Linked DNA regions of Ovis aries: all the other regions are linked to region 2. A link is a contact called in public Hi-C data. All regions are on one chromosome and are shown on one strand. Each heading gives the region's core, a stretch centred on a gene start, on an enhancer-like site or on the middle of the called end of the contact. The rest is flanking DNA. Distances are from core to core; before and after follow the strand shown. Region 1 overlaps RUNX3 (RUNX family transcription factor 3). Region 2 has its middle 69 kb from the start of RUNX3. Region 3 holds the start of RUNX3 (RUNX family transcription factor 3).

Region 1 (4,572 bases), core at 687-3,186, 100 kb before region 2:
AAAAAGGCCAGATTTCCTGTCAACATCCTGTCTTCTTTTAATTTCAAAGATTCCTTTTAAGCTCCAAGTGACAGTAAAACCTCCGTTCTGAGGATTAAAGTCACACGGGCCTCCCCCTCCCCCTCCTCCCCGGCAGATTTTCCCCACTGGTATTTTAAGATGTCACCCGGGAGACCTCAAAGAGCCACTCATCCCTTTTTCCAATTTGGAGTCGTCTTAATGGGACCGACGACGGCCTCGGCTTCCAGGAGCCGCTGTTTGCAGCCACCTCGGGCACCCGCCACCCCCAGCCGATGGCCCTTCCTGCGTTGCCCTTTCTCACGGCAGCTGTGAGAGGTTTAGGGGAAAACCAAGGCGTTTTCGTTTCATCTCGCTGCCCCCTTAAAAAAAATGAAAATGAAACAGTCGCCTACTCCCCAGCGAAGAGAAAAAAGCTCCTCGGGATGGCTACCAGGGACTGCCAGGGGTGGGAGCGCACCCCCCGCCCCAATCGCGGTCTGACATTCGGGATCCCGGCCAGCAATCGTTTAGGGTTCAGGGCCCCCCATCCCAGCCTGGAGCCTCCTGGTGTGAAATTTCAGAAGCCAGGGGTTGACGGTGTGAGCAGGAAGTGTTTTCTGAGAGCCGTGCAGGAGGAGGGGTGCGGGCAGGGGAGGGTAGGCCCTCTCCCACCCTCCGCACCCCGCCTCCGGGGTCCTCGCCCGGATCCCAGGGCTCCTCTCTGCCCCGCTCGCTGCCCGCAGGGCTGTATCCGAGGGATCCGGCTGGGGAAGAGCGAAACCCCATCTGCTCGTTTCCGCATCAACGGTCTCTCTGCAGGGCCCCTCTTCTCCACCCCAAGACCGAAGGTGGCAAAGCCCTTAAAAAGTTACCCGTGCCGGGTGCATTCTAGAGTGTACGCCCAAGTCCCCGGGTGGAGCGCGCAAAAGCTCCGGGGGGCCCGGCGGCTGGGCTCTCACCGCGGGGGTCCCTCGGGCGCCTCCCTTCCCCTCCCTTTTCCGGGGCTTTGGCTCCTGCAGCGGAGACGCCCGGAGCCGCCTGGCCGGTGTCCTCCCGTCCGGGGGTGGGGGGCCTCCCCCGCACTCACCTTGAAGGCGACGGGCAGCGTCTTGTTGCAACGCCAGTGCGAGGGCAGTACGGAGCAGAGGAAGTTGGGGCTGTCTGTGCGCACGAGCTCGCCCGCGTGGTCCGCCAGCACGTCCACCATCGAGCGCACCTCGGGTCGGGCGCGCCCGCCGGGGCCCACGGCCGCCTGCGCGGTCAGCGCGCCGCTGTTCTCGCCCATCTTGCCGCCGCCGCCGCCGCCGCCGCCGCCGCAGGGGAAGGCCGTGGAGGGAGGTGTGAAGCGGCGGCTGGTGCTCGGGTCTACAGGAATACGCATAACAGCGGCCGTCAGGGCGCCGGGCGGGCGGCGGCGGCGGCTCGGCTCCCCCGGGGGCGGCCGGCGCGGGCGCCTCTCCGCCGCCGCTGCTGCTGCTGCCGCTGCGAGAAGCGGGAAAGCAGAAGCGGCCGGGCTGGGGCCTCAAGGCGCCGGGGCGTGGGGTGGGGTGGGGTGGGGTGGGGTGGGGTGGCGGGGGGCGGCGTCCGGAGACGCCCGCCGCGAGGCCTCACCGCCCCCCCGACGGCCGCGCCGCTGGCCGGGCCCGCTAGTCCCGCATCTTGGGCGTGTAGCGCGGCGGGCGTGTAGCGCGGCCCGCGTGCGGCGGCTCCTCGCGGCGGTCCCGGCGGCCTCGCTCAGGCTGCGGCGGAGCCCGCCGCCCGCAGCCCGCTCGCGGCCGCCCCACCAACTGGGCGGCCGCAGCCCCAGAACAAAATCCTCGAGAACCGAGTGGCCGCGCCGCCGCCGCCTCGGCTCGCGCGGGGTTAGTACCCCCGGGGGCCCGCGAGGGCGGGGCCGGCCCGAGCGACGCGTCGCGCAGCCAATGGGAGCCCCCATCGCGGGCACCTCGGCTGCGCTCGCCTGGGAGGAACGGGGGCCGCCGAAGGCCGCCCAACGGGGAGGGGCGGAAGGCTCCGCCCGGGGAGGGCGCCTGGGGTCCGGGCTGGGTCCCCCGACTCCCTGCGCGACAGCCCTGGGCTCCTCCAGAGTTCTGGGGAGCTGGAGCCGAGGCTGAGAATTTGTTTAAAACGTCTAGTCCTTCCAGCCGCCACCCCCCCTACCCCCACCTCCAGCTTCTTCGGGTGCCCTTCCTGGCCGCCGGCAGCCAGGCCTCCCCAGCTCCAGCTGCTTTCGGCCTGTGAAGCTTGCACCCCCCACCCCCCAGATGGGGACTGTACGGGGCGGGGGGCCCTCAAGGCCGGTAACACCAAGCGGGTAGCGGCCCCAGAGTGCCTTTTCCCTGCCCCTACCTGTCCCGCAAATTATTTTGACCCCAAGACGAGATGACCGCACACGAGATGACGCTCACCAGCCAGAGGCCTCTGCAGCACCGAGCCCTGCGCAACTTTCCTCCCGGCCCGGGGCCAGAGAGAAGGGTGTCCCCTCCGTGCCCGCATCGGCGTGGGGGCAAGCAACACCATTCCTCTCCGCTCTCCCCTCCAAAAATGACTTTCAGGATCGCGCAGGCCTCGCTGCGTCGTCGGCCTATGGCTCTTTGAAAAACACGACGGTGCCTGAAAAACGCGAGCGTTTCCACTCCCCCATCGCTCCCCCAACCCCCGAGCCCCAACCCCCCGCGGGCATGTAAACGCCGTCCTGCTTCGTAGGAGAGGACCAGAGTTCGTGATGAGAAAGAAACCGTGCAGAGAACGCGCGGGAAAGGCTGCAAAGGATAAGGGCCCCGGCTTCCAAAGCAGGGAATTTTCATCCACCCGGTGGATGCAAACTGGCCCACGCGGGTCCACGCCCACGTCTTCCCGGGCAGTGCGCTCTGGCCCTGCGGCAGGAACGCAGACATCTCTTTCTGCTTGCCGGCCCGGCTCATTCTCCCCTTCTCCCCTCTCCCGACCGCGTGGCCCATCCGCTCCCGGAGGCAAAACAGGCAAACGATCCGCTCTCCAGCCTCTTAACGCCTGGATAGCGGGCCTAGGGACAAGCTACACAGAGGAGGAGGACTGGAAAGATCAAGTCCCATTGCTCTCGATTATCGCCCCAGATGGACCCCCTGGAGTCTGGGAAACGAACGCGTACAGAATCTGCCCGCCGTTTTGGAGATCGGGTTGGATATTCGTTGTTCCCGGCCTTGGACAGGTGCAAAACGACGGATTCCAAACCTCGGGAGCGGAGAAGCATAGGATTCGATGGCGGCAGCAAGATATCGCCTTGGATCTGACCCATCGCGGGCTGCTTAGTCTTTGCCAAACGAAATCAAGCCCTGTATGGGGTCTAGGATGGACCGGCCCTGACCCAACCTCGACCACCTGGAGAGGTGGTCCCCAGCCCTGTCAGCCTCACACCAGGCCCCTCAGACCATTTAGAGAGCGGGGACAATGAAGGTCCCTCGCTGGACCTTTTTACAGAGCCTGCACGTCGGAGATGCAGATCGCCAGGAGGGGCCTGCACACTCTGGGGAGTGCTGGCACTGGCTGCAGACCTGGAGGAAAGTGAGGTACAGGGGCCTTGGGACGTCGGACCTCTGGGAGCTTCCCGCTGCAAAGGCCCGCCTTGTCTTGTCCAGGTAGGGCCTGGGGCCAGGAAGGGCGGGTGACTCTGTGCTGCCCCAGAGCGGTTTTGGGGGTCAGGACCTGCTGCATCTGGGGTTTGTAAATTCGATTTGTTGGGTGGTTTTGGTTTGCAGCAGTGCCCTTCCTGGTCTCTCCGCCTGATTTCTCCCTCTCGTCCGTCCTATGGCCGGTTTACAAATGGGTTTCCTGAGGATAGGACTCCTGTGGGTCCTGGCACCTGGCCACAAGTGCCCGCACGGCTCCAGCCCAAGAGAAAGGCGCTTGCTGCCGGTGGGCGCCAGAACCAGGGAACCTGGGTTTGTAGACACTTGGGTCCCCAGCCTGAGGTCGCCGGGGCTGCGGGGCAAGGAGCAGTCCCGGGACCCACCGCTAGTTGACGCTTGCACTCTGCCAGCCGCTGAGGTTCTGGGCACAGATGTGCACCAGGCGCCACCGGCCAGCTCCTACAAGCCACCCTCCCGCCCAATTCCTCACCATCTGTGCGGCCACATATCGGACAAACCAGTGGCTTTGTGGTAGATCGAAGGCTGCCCTCCCCGCCCCCCATGGACGTGGACGCTCTGTGCCTTATCTCAGACCCCGGAGGGTCCAGCACCCTCTGACCCCCTGCAGAACGTTCTCTTTGGTAGATGTGTGCAGTCTTGTCCTGTTCTGGGGAACCCGGGGGGAGGAGCACACACAGAGAAATAGACCAGCTCGGTCCCAATTTCAACCTAAGACCAACCCGTTTTTGTCCCCACCCCAGACGGACAGACCTAGCATCACACCTCTCTCTCCTCTCCCCACCCCGTCTCTCCCCATTTTCAAAAGACAGTTTCGATTGGAAATCTACTTTCCCCCTTGGGGCCCACAGATATCTCTCCCTTCCCCATCTTGTGTGGACAGGGATCCCTTCTTCTTCTCTGGGACCCATCGACAGCCACTCTCGAATAGCCCCCATCTAAGGGC
Region 2 (4,874 bases), core at 1,805-4,304:
ACCTTTGCCACTTCCTCGGCCTTGGCCAAGCGGCTTCCCTGTCTGGACCTGTTCCCCATCTGCGAAATGGGGCGATAATCCCCCTACCTGCTACCTCAGAGAATGAAAACGGACAGTCGTAAAAGCTCAGGGCTAGAAAGGCTCCCAGGGCTCCCCGGGGCCAGTGTCTGGAGAGGGAAGGGGGTTGCTCCCGTTTCCACAGTCAGGTATAGCAAGGGTTCTGAGGTTTTGGAAAGAGCCCTGGATTGGGAGCCAGGACTGGGTTCCAGGCCTCCCGTGCGATGGGACCTTGGTCAAGTCGATCAGCCTTTCTGAGCCTTTTTCTGCAGTGAGGGAGCAAGCTGTACTTCCCAGGGTTCCGGCGGGGCTCACCTGTGATGATTCACATGGGGATGAGTTGCGAACTGTAACAGGCTGTGACTATGAACGGCTTTTTAGCCAAGGTGGAATCAGGCTGGAACCTGGATCTCATGGTTCGTTCTTCTCTCTGCTGCCCCCTACCTGAGGCTCGATGGTATAATGAACATCCTGGGCCCCAGAAAGCTGCCTGGTGGTTGTTTAGTTTCTGAAGTCATATCTGACTCTTCCGACCCCATGGACTGTAGCTCACCAGGCCCCTATGTCCATAGGATTTCCCAGGCAGGAATACTGGAGTGGGTTGCTATTTGCTTCTCCAGGGTACCTTCCTGACCCAGGGATCGAACCCACATCTCCTGCATTGGCAAGAAGACTTTACCACTGAGCCATCAGGGAAGCCCATGCCAGTTGCCCTGGCCAGGGATCGAACCTGGGTCAACTGCCTGAAAGGCAGCGATGCTCACCACCGTACCACCAACAGCGGCAAATGCAAATCTCTTTCCCTGAGTCCACTGAGTCACCACCGGAGGCCGTGCTCCTGGTGGGGCCGGGTGTGAAAAACTCACTTTGCCCACATCAGTAGCCAAAGATGCTATCACCACTGACACCCACCCCTCAGGTCACAGCTCCTACCCACCAACTCCTCCTCTCCTACAGGCCAGGAGGACACGCCTAGGACCGCAAGCACAAGCTACCTTTCTGGTAGGGGCCAGCGGAATGGGCAGGCCAAGTCAGACAGGGGCAGCCCATCCACACCAGGCCCCCCTGGTGCCACCTGGCACAGGCCACCCAGACCTGGCTTGGGCTGCAGGAGAGAGGGCCTCGGACCAGGGAGTCCTAGATGACAGGGCTGACAGACAGTTAGAGATTAGCCCACCCAGGGGATAGAACCGAGATCTATGGACCTGAAGAAGAGCTGGAAACTCCCAGGTCGCGCAGACTTGTGGTTACGTGCATGCGGTTGAACGCATGCTGTTGAATGTATGTGTGGTTCTTTTGTGTGTGTGGTCATGTGTCAGGGTGTGTGGAGCTTTGCTTGCATGTGTGTGTCTGCATTTCCTGAGAGGAGGGTCCAGATTTCATTAAGTCTTCAAAGCAAAACTTTAAACTTCAGAATCAATGTGCGTTCCTCCCCTTTCCCATTTCACAGGAGAAGAAAGTGAAGCCAAGAGACAGGAGTTGTCTCACCGCCCTTATGGGAAGGCTGAGGAGGGTTACTTAGTGCTTCGATTATGATTGCCTTTTTCGGGCTCAAAAATAGCCCCTAGGAAATTCAGAGGTGATCTGTATCCCATCTCCTTGTCCCGGGACTTGGAGGGTGGCTGAGGCTTGAGGAGATTTGGAGAAAAGAAAGTTAGGTCAGGTCCCCTGTACCAAGCCCCAGAGCTCCTGGCAGCATCACCAATATCACCATCACCATCAAGACCACCACCGTCAGCACCATCATCCCCATCGTCAGTATGACTAACTGCTGCTATCAGCATCACCATCAGCATCACCGCCTCAGCATCACCATCAGCACGGGATCGCCCTTACAGACTGCGTCAGCCACCCTGTTTCCGCTGTCACCCTGCCTCTGCTGGTGGCAGCTGGGATGCCCAGCTCAGGCCTCATGTAGAGCCCTGTGGGGCCATTCTGAACTGAAATGCCCACTGCAAAATGCACTCAACTGCCCTGACCCTCATGAAAGGCTTGCTTAGAGATAGCTCATGCAGGCAAGCTCTTATCCAATTAAGATTGGATGCTGTTCCTTTAATCTTTCCACAAATATGTTTTCATTATTATTGTAGCTGGCACCTATCCAGCACTGAGTGGGCACTGTTCTCAGGACTTTAGAGGTATGACTACTTCAACCCTATCAGCAACTCTGTGAAACGAGTAGTGTTTTTATTTTACTTTGTAGTTGGGGAAACAAAGGCACTGAGAAGTCCAAGGTCAGACGTCTAGCAAATGACAAAGCCAAGATTTGAACCCAGGCATCATTACACCAGATTTGAATCCAGGCTTTTAGCCACTCCAGTATCAGATCAGAGAAGCATGGAGCAGGCCAAAGAACCCCTCTCCCCACCCCCAGATGTGCAAACCCTGCAATGCCTGTGATCTCTTTGAAGGCACAGGCCGTGCTGTTTTCATTGCTGTGTTCTCAGGGTCTAGCATTAGGCCTGGTGTGCAGAAGGAGCTCAGTAAATGTTCGTTAAGGGAATCACTGGCCTGATAGTACTCGCCTCCAACACTTCGCCAGCTCTGACTTCTTCCCCTGAACCACACTTGAGGGAGGTTCCTGAAGCTGTAGTTCTCTTGCCAGCCAATAGAGGGCAGCATGTATAATAAGGCAAGACCTCGCTCCAGGCATCAGGAAGAAGGAATTAGGAGGAAAAGGAGGAAATACTTTGTAGCCGGCAGGAACAGTTACTGACTAAAAGCAAGTTGAGACAAACTCTGGGTCCCACAATAGGATACCATGGCTGGTATTCTTAATTTGACAGCTGAGGAAACTGAGGTCCAAAGAGGGAGAGGTTTTCCCCCCAAGATCACACAGCATGTGAACAGCAAAGCCAGGCTGGGAATCCGAGTCTCCTGGTCTCTTTCTCCACCAGAATGGTAGAAATAGCTGACAGGTTCGGGTATGGACCAAGCCTTTCCTTGTCTGTGAAGAGAATAGCAGAAGTTAGAAGTTACCAGCCCGGGGCAGCCCTTTGTGCACATAGCCAGGGCGCCCCCTGGTGGCTGTAACTGTCAGGTACCCAGAGGCACAGTCAGGAGAGTGTCGATCCATCAGCCAGTGGGATGCATCTCCACATTACAGGTGCAGGCCAGGAGTTAAGTCGTGTCTGACCCTTTGATACCACTCTACATGGACTGCAGCCCGCCAGCCTTCCCAGTCTTTCACTACCTCTTTGGCACCCCACTCCAGTACTCTTGCCTGGAAAATCCCACGGATGGAGGAGTCTGGTAGGCTGCAGTCCATGGGGTCGCTGAGAGTTGGACGCAACTCAGTGACTTCACTTTCACTTTTCACTTTCATGCATTGGAGAAGGAAATGGCAACCCACTCCAGTGTTCTTGCTTGGAGAATCCCAGGGACGGCAGAGCCTAGTGGGCTGCCGTCTATAGGGCTGCACAGAGTCGGACACGACTGAAGCAACTTAGCAGCATGTCCATTGAGTCAGTGATACTATCCAACCATCTCATCCTCTGTCACCCCCTTCTCCTCCTGCCCTCAATCTTTCCTAGCATCAGGGTTTTTTCCAATGTACTGGCTCTTTGCATCACATAACCAAAGTCCTGGAGCTTCAACTTCAACCTCAGGCTATTGGGAAGGCAAGGGACCAAGAGGATCAGGCTCCAGTCCCTCTGGGGACTCACAGTCCAACAAATGAAGCAGTTTGGCCCACAGAACAGAGCAGAGAGTGTGTGTGCCTAAGTCCCAGGGGCCACAGCCTTGGCCAGCTGTGCACCCAACACCTTGGATGGCCCATCACTTTGAGGCCCACATCATCTTAAGGGATAGCCACTCATATTCTCTCCATTGACTGTTAGGAAACTGAGACTCAGAGACAGGACATAATTGTGTACATCGCCACCCAAGAATAGAGGAGCTGGGAAGTGAAGCACAAACTGGCAGATTCCTAGGGCTTATTTCCATCTTTCCCCTCTACCTAATTTTCCTCCAGAAGTTGTCACCAAATTCTTAAAGAGATTGGAATACCAGACCACCTCACTTTCCTCCTGAGAAATCTGTATGCAGGTCAAGAAGCAACAGCTAGAATCGGACACGGAACAACAGATTGGTTCCAGATTGGGAAAGGAATAAGTCTAGGGCTTATTCAACTTTCCCCCATGATAACCACTGCAGATCTGAGCGAGTGCAGTCAGCTTGGATTCCTATAGGAGGCGGGCGTCACACCATCCCAAAGGCCAGACCCAATCCCTTTCAGCCCCATCACCCACTGATGATGACGACAATCACCATGACAGAAAGTGTCATCAACTAAGTATTTAGTGCTGGGTGCTGTGGTTTAAGTACTTCCCATGAGTCAGTTATTATTCATTCATTCATTCACTTAACAAATATTTATCAAGCATCTTCTGTGCTCCTATGTTTTAGGTGTCAGGATCAAAACAGCAAATAAAGCAGAGAAAAATCCCTGTCCTCTTGAAACTTGTATTGCAGACAAGGGGAAAAGACACTGGGCAAAATAAGTCACTATAATATATAATTAAATATATATTGTGTGCTAGGTGGTGACAACTTCTGGAGAAAAGCTAAGTAGGGAGGAAGGATAGGGAGCTTTTGGGGATGGAGGTGGAATCCCCCGAGATGACTTTTGAGCAGAAAGCTGAAGGAGAGGAAGAATACCCTTCTTGTATAGTTCTTCTGGGCAAAAATGATCTTAATGACCCAGATAACCACGATGGTGTGATCACTCATGTAGAGCCAGACATCCTTGACTGCACACTCCAGGATGAAAGGGGTACAGCGGTGGTTTACAACTCAAAGTTGAGCGAGATGGATCA
Region 3 (4,881 bases), core at 1,062-3,561, 70 kb before region 2:
AGCCAGCCCAAAGCCACCAGCTGTCCCCTCCCTCTCCCTCCGGGTCACCTCTACCATCTCTCAGGAGCCCACCCTAGGTGGGTGGCCCTTTAGTCCCGGCTCCTAAATTTCCTTTGTTTTGAACTCAATGTTTCTCCATCTTGCTCATGGAGGGAGAAGTACAGATTACAAAGACCCAGCAAATGGTTTTTATAAACTCCTATTTTCTTGCCACAGCACTGCCTTTAATTAGCTCGCAGGACTACAAAGGGAGCAGCGTTATAATAGGAGCCGCTGGAAGGAAGGAGCCCACGGCGCTCGGCTCCTAGACCCAGGGCTGTTGCTGGTCACCGGCCACAAGCAGGTTTGACGGGAGTGCCCCCACCACGGGGACGGCAGCCCTCCACAACCCGCGTCTCCCCGACTCAGTCCCCCGACTGCAGCCACACAGCCTGCCTCAGCCCCTCTCCAGGGAGGAGGGAGCGGGTCCAGCCCTCAGGCAAGCCCATGCAGAAGCCTTTGAACAATAAGCACTCAAATATGCCTGCACAGAGCTGGCTGCCCAAGGACTGGCTTGGAGTCAGTCCACAGCGGGACAGGCAGATGGGCAGATGGACAGTCAGACCGGCTACTGCACCTCAGCTAACCACCTCAGCAGAGCAAAGGCAGGGCCTAGCCCCCAAGCCCTGGAGTTCTGGCTTCCATTCCATCCCTCTATTCCGGAGGAGAAGTCGTCCCCGTCTACAACCCTGAGGCCCTGTCCTCACACACAGGCCATTCCCAGCCTCAGGCAATCAGAATGTCACAGCCAGAGGGGCCTTCATTTGAGGCACAGAGACTTTAAGTAACTTGTCTAAGGCTGCTCAGCAGGGTAGCCACTGATCTTGGCCTCAGGGTCTCTTGACCCCCGATCTCAGGTGCCACAGCCCCATCTGGGCTCCCACTAGTGAGGAGGAAGGCAACAAGGTGTTGTGTGAGGCCCGGGCACGTCACCTCGAAGGGCCAGACAGAAGCAGGAACAGTCTCCCCCTGAGTTCTAGCCTCAATCAGAGGTTCCCAGTGGGGAATCTGGGAACTAAATCCTTTTTGAGGGACATAACTTAGACCTCTGGGTCCCTCTAGGCTATATATAGAAACAACTGATTTCTCCCCGTGACCAAATCCACAAACCTTCCCGAGGTCTGCTCCCCAAACTCTGATCCAGGCTCAGGGCCAGCCAGAGCTGCATGCATTCCAGCAAAAGCCTGGACCCCTTTCTCCCTCTGCTTCCTTAGTCCCAGGGGTTCCTCAGAAAATGCAGAGTTAGGGGAAGGTCCTTGGGAAGGTCTCTGAGTCCACCAATGTAAGACTCTTGCCTCCTGCCTGCTCCGCGGCTCTGGGCAGAAGCCGGCCGGGGCCCTGGGGAATGGGAGAATCTGAGTATCTACCTGAGTCCAGGTAGAGGGTCTGAGCACCCCAGGAGGGCCAGGGGCTAGGGTTGCAGGGCCCAGAGCTCCACGGGGGAGGCAGGAAGCCTCGTGGGGTCACAGAGACACCCCCATGTCTTCTCCATCTCACGACCCTCAGAGCTCTGGTGTTTGAGGTCTTGAGGTCTTGTGGTATCCATGACCCCCACCACGAACGGTTCCCACCAGCTGAGGATAAAAGTTCACAAACATGTCCCACTCCAGGAGACCACGGAGGCCACCAAGCCCAGTTCCCACCTCCGGCTTTCAGAAGCCAGCGGATTTAGGTAACCAACCCTGGGCCCTTGAAGGCAGCCAGGGGCAGGCGGTGGAGGGTCGTGGTCCGGGGCCTGGCCCCAGCTCCCCACCCGAAAGGGCGCTCATTACTCACCGCGGATGAAGGTCTGCGAGTAGGTCGGGAAGGAATCGAAGATGCTGTTCGATGCCATGCCCCGCTCGGAGGAAGGCGAGGTTTCAGCCCTTCTGGGGGTTGGGTTGGGATAACTTGGTTGGCTGTTGTTTTATTTTTTCTTAGCTACTTTTGAAAATAAAGTGGGGGGGGGGAGTTGCTTTTTGTTTTTTTGTGTGTGTGTCGTTTTGTCTCTTTTGCCCCCCCACCCCCACCTACTGCTATGAAAAAGAAAAAAGGAAAGAACGCGAGAGTGTGTGTGTGAGCGAGAGAGGAAAAAAATCCCCAAGGAAAGTAAGTTTCTGTTTGTACCCAAGAATTTGGATTCCCGGTCCCACAGGAATGTCTCGCCACAAATTTTCAACAGAAGCGTATGCAGAGTGTATCATTAGATGGCGGGAAGGGGCCTTCGGCAGCCAGGGCAGGAGTCGCGGGGCGGTGAGAGCCGAGGCAGCCCAGCACCGAGCACCGCGGGAATGAATGAATGAGGCTCGCCCCCGTCAGAGCTCAGCTCAGTGGGTGCGAGGGCGGCCAGGGGTGGGAGGACCGGGAGCCAACCAGCTCCGGCGCAGGGCCCCCCGAAGGCGGCCGAGGGCCTGGCCTTGTGGTTCTGTGGTTGAGGGACCAGGCCTTCACGGTGTCAACCCAACCTCAGCTCACAGGATGCAAGAAGCCAGCTCGCGGCCTTGGCCCATTGGCTGGGCAGCAGTCACCTGGGCCGTGATGTCACAGCCTCTTAGAAGATCTTGTGGCTGCCTCTCTCCCTTTTTAGAAAAAAAAAAAAAAAGAGAGAGAGAGAGGAAAAAAAAAAGGATGGCTTTTATTTGTGGGGCTGGCCTCAGCACGCGGCCCAAAAGCAGAACTGGAAGAGGCTGGGGCAGGAGTGGCTGGGTGGTGGTTTGGATCCTGTGGGAGACTCCTTTTTAATGAAGGCCAGTGTGGGCCCAGGTAGCAGGGAGCCCCAGGAGCCCGGATCCCTCCAGGCGCCCCCCACCTGGGCTGTGGGTGGCTGTCACCCGGCCATCGTCAACCAATTCAGTCCCAGAGAGGTATCCACGCGGGTGGCTGGGTGACACTTTGGGGAGATTTTATGGGAGTTGGGATCAGGCACCAAGGGAAATACATGAAGGGGCGTCACCAGTGCTCACCCTGGAGCCCTTGGGCTTCCAGAAAGGGCTTCCTAGGGGGCACGGCCTTGCCAAGGGGCCTTGTGCAGAGCTTGGGGTCTGAGGCCTGCACCCAGTCATTCAAGGCCCTTTGCTCACTTTGCCCACCTGTGCATCTATACTATGGGGTTCTCTGTTCCTGCCTCAGGTGCCTGGACTTGCCTGTCTCTAGGCCTTTCCTCTTGCTCTCCGGTCCCCACTGCCTCCAGCCCTCCCGCCCCCACCCTTCAGGCTCCCAGTGGGAGCTCGTCAGCCCCCTGCATCCTTCAACTCCCAGAGGGACTCAGAAGTAGGAAAGACATGGAAGATGATTCAACTCCACATTTCCGTGTTTTCCTGGAAGCCAGGTCAGGCTTTGGGGGGAGGGTGGAAGCTGCAGCATTTCCCTGGAAAGCTCTATCTCCCATTTCATGGGCAAGACCACTGAGGCCCGAGACATTGAAGTCAGCTCGTGCAAGGCCACACAGTATTCTGAGTGGGATTGGAATGTCAGCCTCTGGCTCACCAGGCTGGGCCTCAGCCACAACACCCCAGGGCTCTGCAGTGTCCTCTAAGCCAAATCCCGAGGCTCCCAAGAGCCCTCTGCAGCCTGGGCCCCACCACCCAGCCTCTCCTAGGGAGCCCAAGCTTGGGCGCAGGCCCCGTCATCTCTGTAGGCTAACACAGCAGAGAAGGGGCATCCGGGGGAGGAGGAGCTTGTCCCAGGTCCCGGGGAGACTTGCCTCTGCTCAGTGCCTCACTGGGTCACCTGGGAGTGGGATGACCTTGGAAATTCGCTGTCTGAGTCTCACCTGCGTCCTCCTGAAAACTCAGTCTTCTGTTCCCTAGTGGCAAGTTGCTGGGGGTGGGGGTGGGGGTTCTAACTTCTCCAGGGAGGAAACAGGTTTAAGTGAAAGGTGCAGGGTTATGAGGTCAGATTCAACTTCTAGTCCAGCTCTGCTGAACCCCAGCTGCAACGCCGTGGGGCAAGTCACTGCCCTCCTCTGGGCCTCAGTTTCCTTTCCTGTAGAATGGGGATAACACATTTCTCGGAGGACAGGCAATGAGGTGAGGACGCCATGAAGGCTGGTTTCCTTGCCCGAGTCTGGGTGACGTAATTCGGGCTCTGTTATGAGTAAGTGCAGGAAAAGAGACATCATGGTCACATAGGGGTATAGACTGCCCCTGCTGGAAACTCATCGGCTGGCCCGGCCTGGGCAGGGCTGGGCGGTGGGGAAGGGGGTGGGTCAGCGGCACAGCCCGCCAAGGGGTCTTGGCCTCCTGGCTAAATTTGGAGTGTTTTGGAGTCTGCCATGTTGTGAAACTGATCAGAGATGAAAACAACTGGAAAGACCCCCCTTTAACAGAATGGAAACTGAGGCCCCCAGAGGGGCAGAGACACACTCTGAACTCACCAGTGAGTCAGTGGAACCCGGGCCCCTTGCTTCCCTGCCCAGGAGCTGTTTCCACTCTGCCGACGCCGCCTCGAGTTTCTAATGTACCACCCTACGCACTTGGCTGTTTTTTCCACACGTAAGAGTGGGCTCCCCCATAACACCTATAATTTGGTCACTCTGAGGGACTCCCCCTCCCTGGGAAGCTGAGTTCAGGCCCAGGGAGGAGGGGGGCCCATAGAGGGTATATCTGTGAGGCAGGTGGTTTGCTGCCTTCCTGGGACCATGCAGCAAAGGCCTGCTGGGTGACAAGCTTGGTTTCTCCCTCAAGAGGCTTATAATCTCCACGTGCCCTTTCAGAAGCGTGCACCAGACTTTGCACGAACCTCTGAAGGGTGCCCAGGGAAGCACCTTCCTGAAGCCTGCCTTTGGTCCTTATGAGCTGTGAGATCATGGGTGAAGGCTTTTTCCTTTGAGCTTGCTTCCTCGCCTGTGAGATGGGACCCACT

The links. A called contact is a pair of places that touch in the nucleus more often than the background predicts.
Region 1: a Hi-C map of tail adipose tissue shows a contact between it and region 2, with 4 times the contacts expected there. The contact joins two enhancer-like sites. A contact is called at or near these places in 6 of 16 Hi-C or Micro-C datasets (blood, hypothalamus, liver and 2 more).
Region 3: a contact with region 2 is called in a Hi-C map of blood, with 2.0 times the contacts expected there. The contact joins the promoter of RUNX3 here to the enhancer-like site in region 2.

Annotation. Positions count from the first base shown.
Region 1 is chr2:241,772,900-241,777,471 of ARS-UI_Ramb_v3.0, reverse strand. RUNX3 (RUNX family transcription factor 3) reads right to left here. Exons shown (of 7, transcript XM_042244555.1): 3 at 1,088-1,365. Among named protein-coding and RNA genes, the nearest start is that of RUNX3, 34 kb to the right of the region's middle. Within about 2 kb of position 1,936, at least 5 of the 54 cell types and tissues checked have an H3K27ac peak or open chromatin away from gene starts, as enhancers often do.
Region 2 is chr2:241,670,026-241,674,899 of ARS-UI_Ramb_v3.0, reverse strand. No RefSeq gene overlaps it. Among named protein-coding and RNA genes, the nearest start is that of RUNX3, 69 kb to the left of the region's middle. Within about 2 kb of position 3,054, at least 3 of the 54 cell types and tissues checked have an H3K27ac peak or open chromatin away from gene starts, as enhancers often do.
Region 3 is chr2:241,739,036-241,743,916 of ARS-UI_Ramb_v3.0, reverse strand. RUNX3 (RUNX family transcription factor 3) reads right to left here and starts at 2,311. Exons shown (of 7, transcript XM_042244555.1): 1 at 2,146-2,311; 2 at 1,816-1,907. The coding sequence starts at 2,222.